Linked DNA regions of Mus musculus: all the other regions are linked to region 1. The links are chromatin contacts, called in public promoter capture Hi-C maps. All regions are on one chromosome and are shown on one strand. The core of a region is the stretch at or near the end of the contact, and the rest is flanking DNA. Distances in the headings are between cores, read along the strand shown.

Region 1 (3,324 bases), core at 518-3,017:
CCTGCTGAGGACCACACAGCCCAAGATAACTGACTCTCATTCCTCTAGCTGCTGTTGGCTGTCAGTAGCTCAGGGAACATCATGGAAGACAGAGAGCAAAGACTATAAGAGTCAGAGGTCACGGAGGACCAGGTATCTTTGGACACGACAGGACTGCTGTACTCATTAGCCAACAGCAGCTGTGGCTTCATGCATAAGAGTTGCTCAAGATCAAGCCAGCCAGTGTTCTATCATGGATAGAGGAAAGTCAACTGAGCCTCCATTGTCTTCTGACTTCTGTTGTTTCTGATACAGCATTCGCTTAAGTCGCCATCAAGTTGTTCCCTGTGTTTCTTTTCTTGCCCACTGTTCATTGGGTAACATTATTTTTGATGTTCATGACTTTGACCATGGAAAACCTAAGGGTGTTTCCCTTCCACATGGCAATGCCCACCTGTGGAAGGAGTCTCTCTGCTCCCCTGGTGGGTGGCTTCTGCACTGGGCCTGAGTTGTTTGCTGAGCCCGAGTGTGAAACTTTCCCCATAGGAAAAGCTGGAGTTATGGGAATGTGCATATTGTAAAGGCACAAGGCTGCAACATCCAATCAGAGATTCCTCTCTGCTCTTATAAGTGCCTGGACCCTGCCCTTTCCCCTACTGACCCACATTGTCCTGTGGGTCATCTGGGCAGAACATCACCTGCACGAATGAAGTCACCTCATCAGGAGAACACCCCACTTTCTCCTTTGTGTGTTTCTGAGCCTCACACTCCTGCAACCCCTAACCCTTGGCTTTGTCTCCCCCAGTCCCCCCTGTGCCTGGCTTATCTACAAAGACGTTTCTGATTTTCTCTAAGCTTCTGCTCCAATCTAGTCTTCTCCATCCTGTGGAGACATTAAGAACTCTGCTGGGGTCTTAGAAAGAGCCATTCTTCCATATTGGTATTCCACACACCTGCTCCCATACCTTACCATTTAGAGAAGGGAAGGCATTTAGATTTAGTTCCTAGGGATTTGAAATTAGGACTGGGAGGCTGAGGGTTAGGACGAGGAGCCATACGGACCCCAGCCTGCTGGGCACACAGCTAGTAAGCAGCAGAGGCGGAATTCAGACATGGGCACCAGGCTGTACTTTCCCTTCTGTTCCTAGGTCCCACCTGGCTCTGCTTGATCACCAAACACACAGTCTCAGGGGAGCTTTTGTGAAACCCATGTTGTCCTGCCAGTCATTGGTGAAGCAGCTCTGTCATTGGCTCCTTGGAGGGAAGGATGGGAAGGGCAGGCATCTGCTGACTTCCCACTTCTGCTTTCTCCAGGAAATGAAGAGAAACCCAGCACAAGTGATTCATAATGAAACACTGTTGTTGATGGCTGCCATGCGAGGCCAGGTCTTGGTCTGTTCCCCTGAGCTGAGCCATTGGAGGCTGGGGATAGAAGCACTCACACCATGTGACATCCGCAGGCTTTGACCACCACCCTCCAGGTACGTCTTTCTGATCTTGGATAAGAGAGATCAGCCAGGTGGGGGCTGTTTGTTGCGGTAGACTGCCCCGCTGCTTCCTGCAAAGCCAACTGTGGAGCACATGTGTGACCATCAGTACTTAGTCTGAATGCGGGGTGGCAGAGAGGAGGGACGATTGGCAGGAAGTGAGCGGTGAAGGAGGTCCTTGTGGTCAGTGCCTCTCAGCACCCTTGTCACTTGTGAGTTTTGCTGAGCTGACCAGGCACTAGATCATTCCTTACCCTCTGACCACGGGTTAAGTCCCTTCTTTAGACTCTGCTGAGAGGTAGGAGTCTGCCACAGCTGGGGAAAACTAACTCTGGCTTGTGCCACTGTCAAGGTATAGAACGGGACACTGACTGAGACGCTCCTCTCATAGCCCTGGTGTAGCTTGTGAAGGGTGGACCACCCACCCTGGCCTTCGGGGCAGCTGGGCAGACCTGGTCTTGCCCTTAGCTGGCCCCACCCTTGCCTGCCCCAGGATCTGGTAAGTAGAAGTCTCTTAAGGTGGCATTTCTTCACCTGCGTTATCACACGCAGCCTTTGAATTCCAATGTTTCTCATTAACAGCAGCATCTGGGCCACTGAGGATTGATCCCTTTCTCCTTCAAAACCCAGCTTTCAAGAACCTAATCCTTTGTCCCAGTCTTTCCGAAGTGATGACTGGGCGTTGGGTACTGTCTTTCTAGGGAATATTTCAAGTATAATTGTCTCCATTTCTATCCACTTACGTCCAATGAACTAGTAAAGAGACAAGTTACAGATGGGGCCTGTGATGCCGGTGCGGTGACATAAAGTGGGTTGGAGGAATGTGCAGGATGGACAGGGAGGGCACACATCTGCTGAGAGGACACTGAAGGAGCCCAGCCCTGCACTGTGGTTTCTGAGAATTGCTCTTAAAAGCCTTCAGGAAGGCTTGGAGGTCAGTGTGGTACCTTGCAGTGAAGGGTGTGCTGGGGGCTGGGGACTAGCCAGAGAGTTGGGTGTGGGCTCAAGTGTGGGAAAAATTCTCCTGTCTTTACATCCTTGGTGTCTGGTCTGACCTCCTATGGGCCTAAAAGAGTTTTCTTTTTTATTAAATTTTAAAAAAACCTTATTTTATTATCTTGTGTGTATAGGTGTTTAGCCTGAATGACCCTCTGTCCCAGCTTTGGGATTATTGTTTCCTTGTTTTTATTTCTGATTCCTCCACTATCTCTAAATTGTTTAATACATGTCTGGTAGTTTGAATGGGAGTGCTTTCCTTAGGCTCATATATTTTCATACTTGGTCTCTAATTGGTGGAAATGTTTGGGAAGTGTTAGGAGGTGTGGCCTTGTTGGAAAGGGTGAGTTACTGGGGGCGGGCTTTGAGGTTTCAAAAGTCCTCTCCCTTTGTTTCTAGTGAGGGCCTCTCTCTTTGCCTCTTGGATGTGATTTTTAGACTCTCAGCTGTTCCTGCCACTGTTCCTTTGCTCTGACATCATGGATTCTAATCCTCCGAACCTGTAAGCAACAGATTAAATGCTTTCTTTTGTAACTTGTCTTGGTCATGGTGTTTTATCACAGCAACGGAAAGGTAACCCAAACTATATATGGCTTTATTTTATACTTTTTTGAACTTAGCCTGAAGTTAGGCGCGCGCGCGCGCGCACACACACACACACACACACACACACACACAGAGTATACTGTATGCATGAGTGTGTGCATATGTATGCAGGTACACATACCTGTGCATGCATATGGAGAGGACAGACTTTGATATCAGATGTCTTACTCTACTGTTCTACATCTTTATCTTTGAGACAAGGTCTCTGAATGCCCCTTTGGATAGATTGGTTGACCAGTAAGCCCAGGGAATCTGC
Region 2 (3,324 bases), core at 207-2,706, 680 kb after region 1:
CAGTAGTGACTAGGTTAGTAGCTTTCCTGCCCTGACGTTTTTCTCTTACACTGCCCTCAACCTTCCTTTGGAGTTTGTTTCTGGTTTTTGTTCTTGTTTTTGTTTTGGGTTTTTCGAGACAGGGTTTCTCTGTATAGCCCTGGCTGTCCTGGAACTCACTTTGTAGACCAGGCTGGCCTCGAACTCAGAAATCCGACTGCCTCTGCCTCCCGAGTGCTGGGATTAAAGGCTTGTGCCACCACGCCCGGCTTTGGAGTCTGTTTCAAAATTCTTTTATTAACCCCCAAAAGGGGATCTCAGTGCCCCTAGTGACATATCTTATTCATGTAGTGATGTGTCACTTCCCACTTTGAGCCCCAAGTGAGAGAAAAAGGAATTGCAAAGCTTGCTTAATCATTCTTGGTAACACAGCCCCAGGGGGCTTGGTCTGAAGTCCACTTAACTTCCCAGTCCTTGTGATATGCATGAAAAGAATTTAGAACATTCATATAGAACATAGTTAAACAAAGTGTGAAGCAGAGAACACTCTCAAGGAATGAGAGTGACAATGGCCAAAGGGCCCACTGGGCCTGGCTACATCTCAGACACGCTTTAGACTATTTCTCAAGTCTCTAGAGCACATAGCTGTCCTGCACCTAGCATGCCCTTTTGATTTAACTCTTTCAGGAACAATCTTCTAAAAACGAGGTAAATGTTTATTTACTAATGACTTTGCCAGCAGCTCAGGATGCCACGTCTTCTCCCAGGGTCAGAGATGTGGCTCAGGACCCATTCTCTGACCAATCATTACAGCCCCCACGTCCCAGTCCTTGTTTTCCTGGTCTGGAGGGTTAATGACCTAAAAGTCTAAGGCCAAGCTGAGAAACTCCTAACAGAAAAGTTGAGAGGCTGGTAGCGTTCCTATGTTGGCAGCTAGGCTCTGAGGAGCTCCCAACAAGGTACCATATCAGGGGAACAGATCTACAGATGGAATGTTCTTCTAAAGTTGCCCTTTCTGCCCTAGAAAACCCTCAAGCCCCGTGTGCCTGGGTACACAGTATCCACTTGTGAGGAGTATCCACTGCTACCCTTCATTGTTCTGATAAAAGGACAATGTGCTTCTGTTGAAGTTGCTCTCTTACATCTTCACATTGCCTACAGTAGTGGTTCTCAACCTTCCTAACGCCGATACAGTTTTCTGTTTGGGGTCCTGGGCCCATGCTCCACTTCTCCCACCCACCTCTGCACTCTAGCGGCTGACCTAATCATCTGGCATCAACAGGCACAGGCTTTATCTGGATTTGACAATGAAAGGCAAAGCAGATGAAACTGTGGAGGAACCGGAGGTCAGGGTGTTTCTCTCAAGACGGTCTCTGCCTTCTGCCCTTTGCCACCCACCCCCTCAAGCCTGCTTGCTAGAGCTACTGAAGCAATGTTGTTAGCAGCTGATTGGCTCAAATAACAGAAGTCGTGGTTCTGGAGGCTGAAGTCTTGAGTTTAAGTTGTTGGCAGGGTTACTTTCTCTAGAGGCCTCTCACCATGGCGTGTGATGGACTTTCCTCTGGGGGTGTGTCTGTGTCTAACTTTCTTCTCATAAGGACAGCAGAAATACAAAATTGGAACCCACATTACTGACGTAATTTACCTGAACTGCTGCTTAATAGATAGTCCTATCCCCAGATACATTCATATGGTAAGGTGTTAAGGGTTAGATCTTCATTGTATGAATCGGAAATGGGAGAGAAGTCAGTCTGTGATAAGTGAGCACCTCTTCCACTGACTCCGCTGGTAAAATCTGCCCCCCTAAGCCCCGCCCACACCACTTCCTTGGAGATTATTAACCCTCTCCTACTACTTCTACCATCTGTTTCCCCCAGATAAAAATTAGCTCCTCTGTCCCCCAAAATGAGCATGTGAGAAGTGGTACCTCATTCTCAAAATGTCTAGGAGTCATTATGTATTTGGGAGACACTCTGCTTCTCCTTGCAGACATTAATATCCTCTCATTTGCCTACCGGTTCTCCTGTCTCGTGGGGGACTGAACCAAGGGTGAAGGCTTGCAGTCTGAAGCTGGGCTAGGCACAGAATCTCAGAGTCAGGTACTTTGCTCATTGCCACAACAGAATAGTTAACAAAACAAGGGTCACTCTTGCATACAATTCAAGAACACCTCTATCTATTATGACAGGGAAGTCAATACTTGACAAAAACAAACGGAAGGAAGGAAGACAAGTGTTACTCTTGCATACAATTCAAAGGCAGGTCTCTCTATCCTGACAGCGGGTGCCCTGGCAGCGACAGCAGGTGCTTAAGGCAGTCGGTCATGTCCATCCGTTGTCGGGAAGCAGAGATGAACACTGGTGCTCCACTTGATTTCTCTGTTTTCTTCATTGTAGATATCAGGTCACAGTTAGGATGGCTCTTCAACCTCAGCTAGCTAGCCTCATCTAGGAAAATACTGTCCTAGGCATGCCAAGAGTTTGTCTCGTGGGTGGTTCTTACAATCAACATTAAACCATCACACACACACTAGGTTAGATAGAGACCTATCCGCCATCATTCTCTCACCTGCAGATTATATTAGGAGAAATGGGGATGGAACACAGGCAAGGAACAATGGCCACATTTTTGAGCCCTGTGATGTCTGTGTGTCTCCCCTTCTCCTTGGCTCTCTTCCCTCACTCTGGATACTTGTGCTCAAGTAATCTCCTGGTGTGCCGACCTTGAACTCCCGCCAGAGGCCTCCAACTGGGAGGCAGCAAACTCAGAACAAAGAACCATTAATAGTGTGTCCTGTATTGACTATGCCTTTGTTCAGGATGGTATACAAGAGTATCTTTATAACACAAAATATGAAGCGTCCTATTTGTCCCTCCTGACTGCTGCTGTCACTTGTGGCCTCATGTCAGTCTCCCTTGTCCTGTCTGGAGTTTGGGTGTCTCTAGTCTAGGTATGTGCCCAGGTCTCCTTCAGCACCATCTGTCGTCTTCCCATGCCCCAGTTGGCATGTACAACCTTTTGACCCTGTGGCAGCATGACATTGTTATTTACAAGGTTCATATGAGATAGCTATGTGGCCAAGTTACCCACCCCCCAAAGTCACAAAAATGCATGATGTTTAAGTACATTTTTACTTTGTGTTGGGCCATATTCCATGGCTATATTGGGGCTTATTAAGGTTGCAGATCGGACACATGTATAAGTCATGTCTGGTCATACTGCCTGTCAGTTAGTGGGAGTTCTAACTCTGGTAAAGCCACTCTAGTTGGCATTCTAAGGTCCTCATTGATCCCTGCTGTCTCTGTTGCCTGAGCCATAGCACTTCTGCTTGCATCCTGAGCCCCA
Region 3 (3,324 bases), core at 376-2,875, 650 kb after region 1:
GACTGGCTAGAAGTAAACCTGCTACATGTGAGTCACCTTTCTGTCACTGTCAAAAATACCTCAGAAAGTCAACTTTAAAAAGAGAGACTTATTTTGACTCATAGCTTCAGAGTTTACATCATGGCCACCCGGCTCCAGTTTTCTGGAAAAGGCACAGTGGCGTGGAGCATGAGGAGGGGCCAAACTGCTCATCTCACGGTGAAGGTGGACAGGAAACAGAAAAAGATAGGAAGGGATAGACATAGCTTATGCCCTCCCACGAGGTCCCACCTCTCAATAACCCATCAAAGTATGACCAGCGATGGACTAATATATGTGTGAGGCCAGAGCCACTTCCCCAAAACTCCACTGAACATTGCTATAGCTGCTAAATACATGAACCTCTGGAGAACATTCCAGAGCTAACCATGATGGGCACCCTTAACCCTCAGCAAGAAACTTAATCTTACAACTAAGTATCCCCAAAGAGCCTTGGAAAACTCAGTGACGCCTGCTTCACTGGGCTATATGAAGGGCTGACTGAGGTGCCACATGCAAAGCAGTCCACACAAGAGCGAGAACCTAAGTGCTGAACTAAGAATTGTGTGTGGTTGTGCATGCTTGTTGACATGGCCATGCCCAATCTGTAAAGGGAACTACCAGTTTACAGAGGGGAAGCAGAGGCAATGTGCATTTCTACACAAGCTATGTTCAGTAATGCACTGGCCCTCAAAGGTTTCACAGAACTACCAGAAGGAATGAATATGTCAGCAAGAGCTATGACACTTGATAAACAGTGAATCATTACCAATGATGTGACCTTCAGAAAACACCTCCTGAATATCTAAATTAAAAAAAAAAAATGTTTGCTATGGATTAGGAATGTAGCTCTATGGCAGGGCACATTCTTAGAATGTATAAGCTTCTAGATTCAATCTCCAGCACCAAAGACAGAAATAGAAATTTGACCATAAATGTATATGCTGTCTGAATTACAGCTGACTTTCATATGACAGTAACAAAAGGCACATGCAGAATTACTAAAAAATTGGCTGGTGGCAGTAAATGGTCCAACATTTACGTTTTTCAGAAAAGAATAACTTTTTCATGTTCTCCATCCTCTCATTTTAAAACATCCACACATGTAATAGTCACAGCTGCAGCCACATAAAGCTAACGTGCCTGGTGTTCCCTGGCAGAGCTCCTAACTCCTCATACAACCGCCACATTCAGCCTGCTGCCGATTCCACTGGCAGCCGCTGAGAGGGGAAGCCAGGGAGAAACATAAACTTAAATTCTCATCAGATGCAGGCACGGAGAACACTCCTTGGCTTCCCTCCACGCCTGCAGGAATGAGACCCTGGCCCAGGCTCTGGGATCTGGGGCTAATGCTGCAATAATGTCTGTCAGAAGTATCCCAGATCCCGATTAACCAGCTGAACTACACGAAGGCCCACATAGCTACTAGGGTGCTTTGTCAATGAAACCCTAAGAACATACCTGCAAGCTAAATGCCACTACTTACTATTAGTTTGTTTTAGAATTTCTAGCATTCCAAGGAGAGTTAGATTACATAAATGGAAAGACACAGCTGGGTGCATAATGCCGTGGCCTTGGTCCACTTCAACTGAATATCCAGCTATCAGCCTATGTCCTCCAAACATGTACATCTTCACACTTGTCAGACCCTTCAGACACTATGTTCCTTTGCCTTAGAGGAAGCTGTTCCTGGTCAAGTAGACTTAGGCATCTGGTCTACCAAGTACCATCCTAATCCTAGGACGTCCTAGGCACACAGGAGGTCTCATGATCAGTGCCTGTCAGCATATCCTGAGATCCTTATCTGTCTCCCAATTCTAGTGAGAGCCAGAGGCCAGAGACTGGCAAGATGCCCTAGAGCTCACACAGACACTAAATAAATGCTGAGCAATGAACAATGCTCAGAATTGAGCTTGGGACGAGAAAGACAGGTGCAGAGAAGTGTAGTTTGAAAACGACATAAGTGGATCATCCAGAGATGATGATTTCTAGACACTTCCTGTTCTACCTCATTTAGAGACTGTCTGCTGCTTGCTTTCTTACTCCCACCCACCTAACCCTAAAGCCCCAGACCTTACTTTGCCTACTAATAAGCATTATTATAGTCTGGGACGAGAATGATCCATGCAAGAGGGGAGCTAATTACAATGTCAGAGAAATTCTTAGAATCTTAGAATAACAACAAATTAAAAAGAGAAAAAAGGGAAACTCATCACTTTGAACAATTAAAAACAATTTCGTAAAACAAAATTTTCTTATTTTTCAAAACTGAGCTCAATTTTCAGATTCCCCAAAGCATCCACTTGGTTACAGACAAACTGGTTTCTGTATCCTACCCAGTAGGAAGAATCAGGGACCCTAGTTTTGGTTCCAAGCTTGCCCAGGATCAATTGAAAAGGATGGGAAAATACTCCACAATGCAGAAAAGAGCCCTTCTTGGGCTAGCAATGGAGTTGCTACCTCCAGTCTGTGTCTGTATCCGTAGGGCGGGAACGAGGCCTGGGATGAGCTCACCCTTGTGTTCTCCTTTGTGTTGTCCTTGTATTTGCAGCTGCAAGCAAACTGAACACTGAGTACCATGTTCTCTTGGGAGGTCCTACTTTCTGTAACCCAGTCCGATGATGCCAGTGGTGGCCACTAGAGTAGAACCCACTGCGAGACGAGCACTGAGAAGAGGGAACCAGACACAGACAAGAGTGCTGTTTCAGAGACTTTCACTAGGAAGGAGGGCCTAACTCCAGAAAACATCATTCCTCACTGCCATATTTATGTCCTCAAACATGCAAAGAGCCCCACAGTGCTCTGCTACAAAGGCCAAATGAGATACTGTGTGTACAACATATAAAGAAACCACATACATATTATGTAGCATCTGATAATTCTACTATGTAACCTTTACCAAAAATAAAAGCTGTAAAATTGAGGCTGGAGAGATGGCTCAGCAGTTAAAAGGACTTGTTGCTCTTGCAGGGTGATCTGGGTTCAGTTCCCATAACCCACATGGTAGTTCACAGTCATCAGTAACTCCAGTTTCAGGGGATGGTACCCCTTTCTGACATTCATGGACACCAGGAACATAGGTGGTACACATATATTTATTCAGCCAAAGAATACTCATATGCTTAAAACAAACCTTTTTTAATTTTTAAACTTTAATTTACTTTTATTTTATTGTGTGTATGGGTGTTTTGCCTACTGCCTGTAACACTTCCATGCCTTATGCCCACAGAGGCCAGAAGAGGGTGTTGGACTTCCTTGAACTAGAGTTCTAGACAACTGTACAAGCCCCTACAGATGCTGGGAACT

Evidence for each region. Promoter capture Hi-C pulls out the DNA fragments that hold promoters and counts their contacts.
Region 2: a promoter capture Hi-C map of the HPC-7 cell line shows a contact between it and region 1, with 2.2 times the contacts expected there. The contact joins the enhancer-like site here to the promoter of Wdfy4 in region 1. A contact is called at or near these places in 7 of 39 promoter capture datasets (the C10 cell line, the HPC-7 cell line, HPC-7-derived erythroid cells and 4 more).
Region 3: a promoter capture Hi-C map of neural stem cells shows a contact between it and region 1. The contact joins the enhancer-like site here to the promoter of Wdfy4 in region 1. A contact is called at or near these places in 10 of 39 promoter capture datasets (the HPC-7 cell line, cranial neural crest, epiblast stem cells and 6 more) and 4 of 484 Hi-C or Micro-C datasets (cerebral cortex, cochlea, muscle stem cells and 1 more).

The regions. Positions count from the first base shown.
Region 1 is chr14:33,183,509-33,186,832 of GRCm38.p6, reverse strand. Wdfy4 (WD repeat and FYVE domain containing 4) reads left to right here and starts at 1,767. Exons shown (of 59, transcript NM_001146022.2): 1 at 1,767-1,965.
Region 2 is chr14:32,506,798-32,510,121 of GRCm38.p6, reverse strand. No RefSeq gene overlaps it. Among named protein-coding and RNA genes, the nearest start is that of Ercc6, 5.1 kb to the left of the region's middle. Within about 2 kb of position 1,456, at least 28 of the 459 cell types and tissues checked have an H3K27ac peak or open chromatin away from gene starts, as enhancers often do. A contact at or near this core is called in the HPC-7 cell line, where this site is marked.
Region 3 is chr14:32,534,877-32,538,200 of GRCm38.p6, reverse strand. The region is part of intron 5 of Ercc6 (excision repair cross-complementing rodent repair deficiency, complementation group 6); the gene reads right to left. Among named protein-coding and RNA genes, the nearest start is that of Ercc6, 23 kb to the right of the region's middle. Within about 2 kb of position 1,625, at least 32 of the 459 cell types and tissues checked have an H3K27ac peak or open chromatin away from gene starts, as enhancers often do. A contact at or near this core is called in cerebral cortex and neural stem cells, where this site is marked.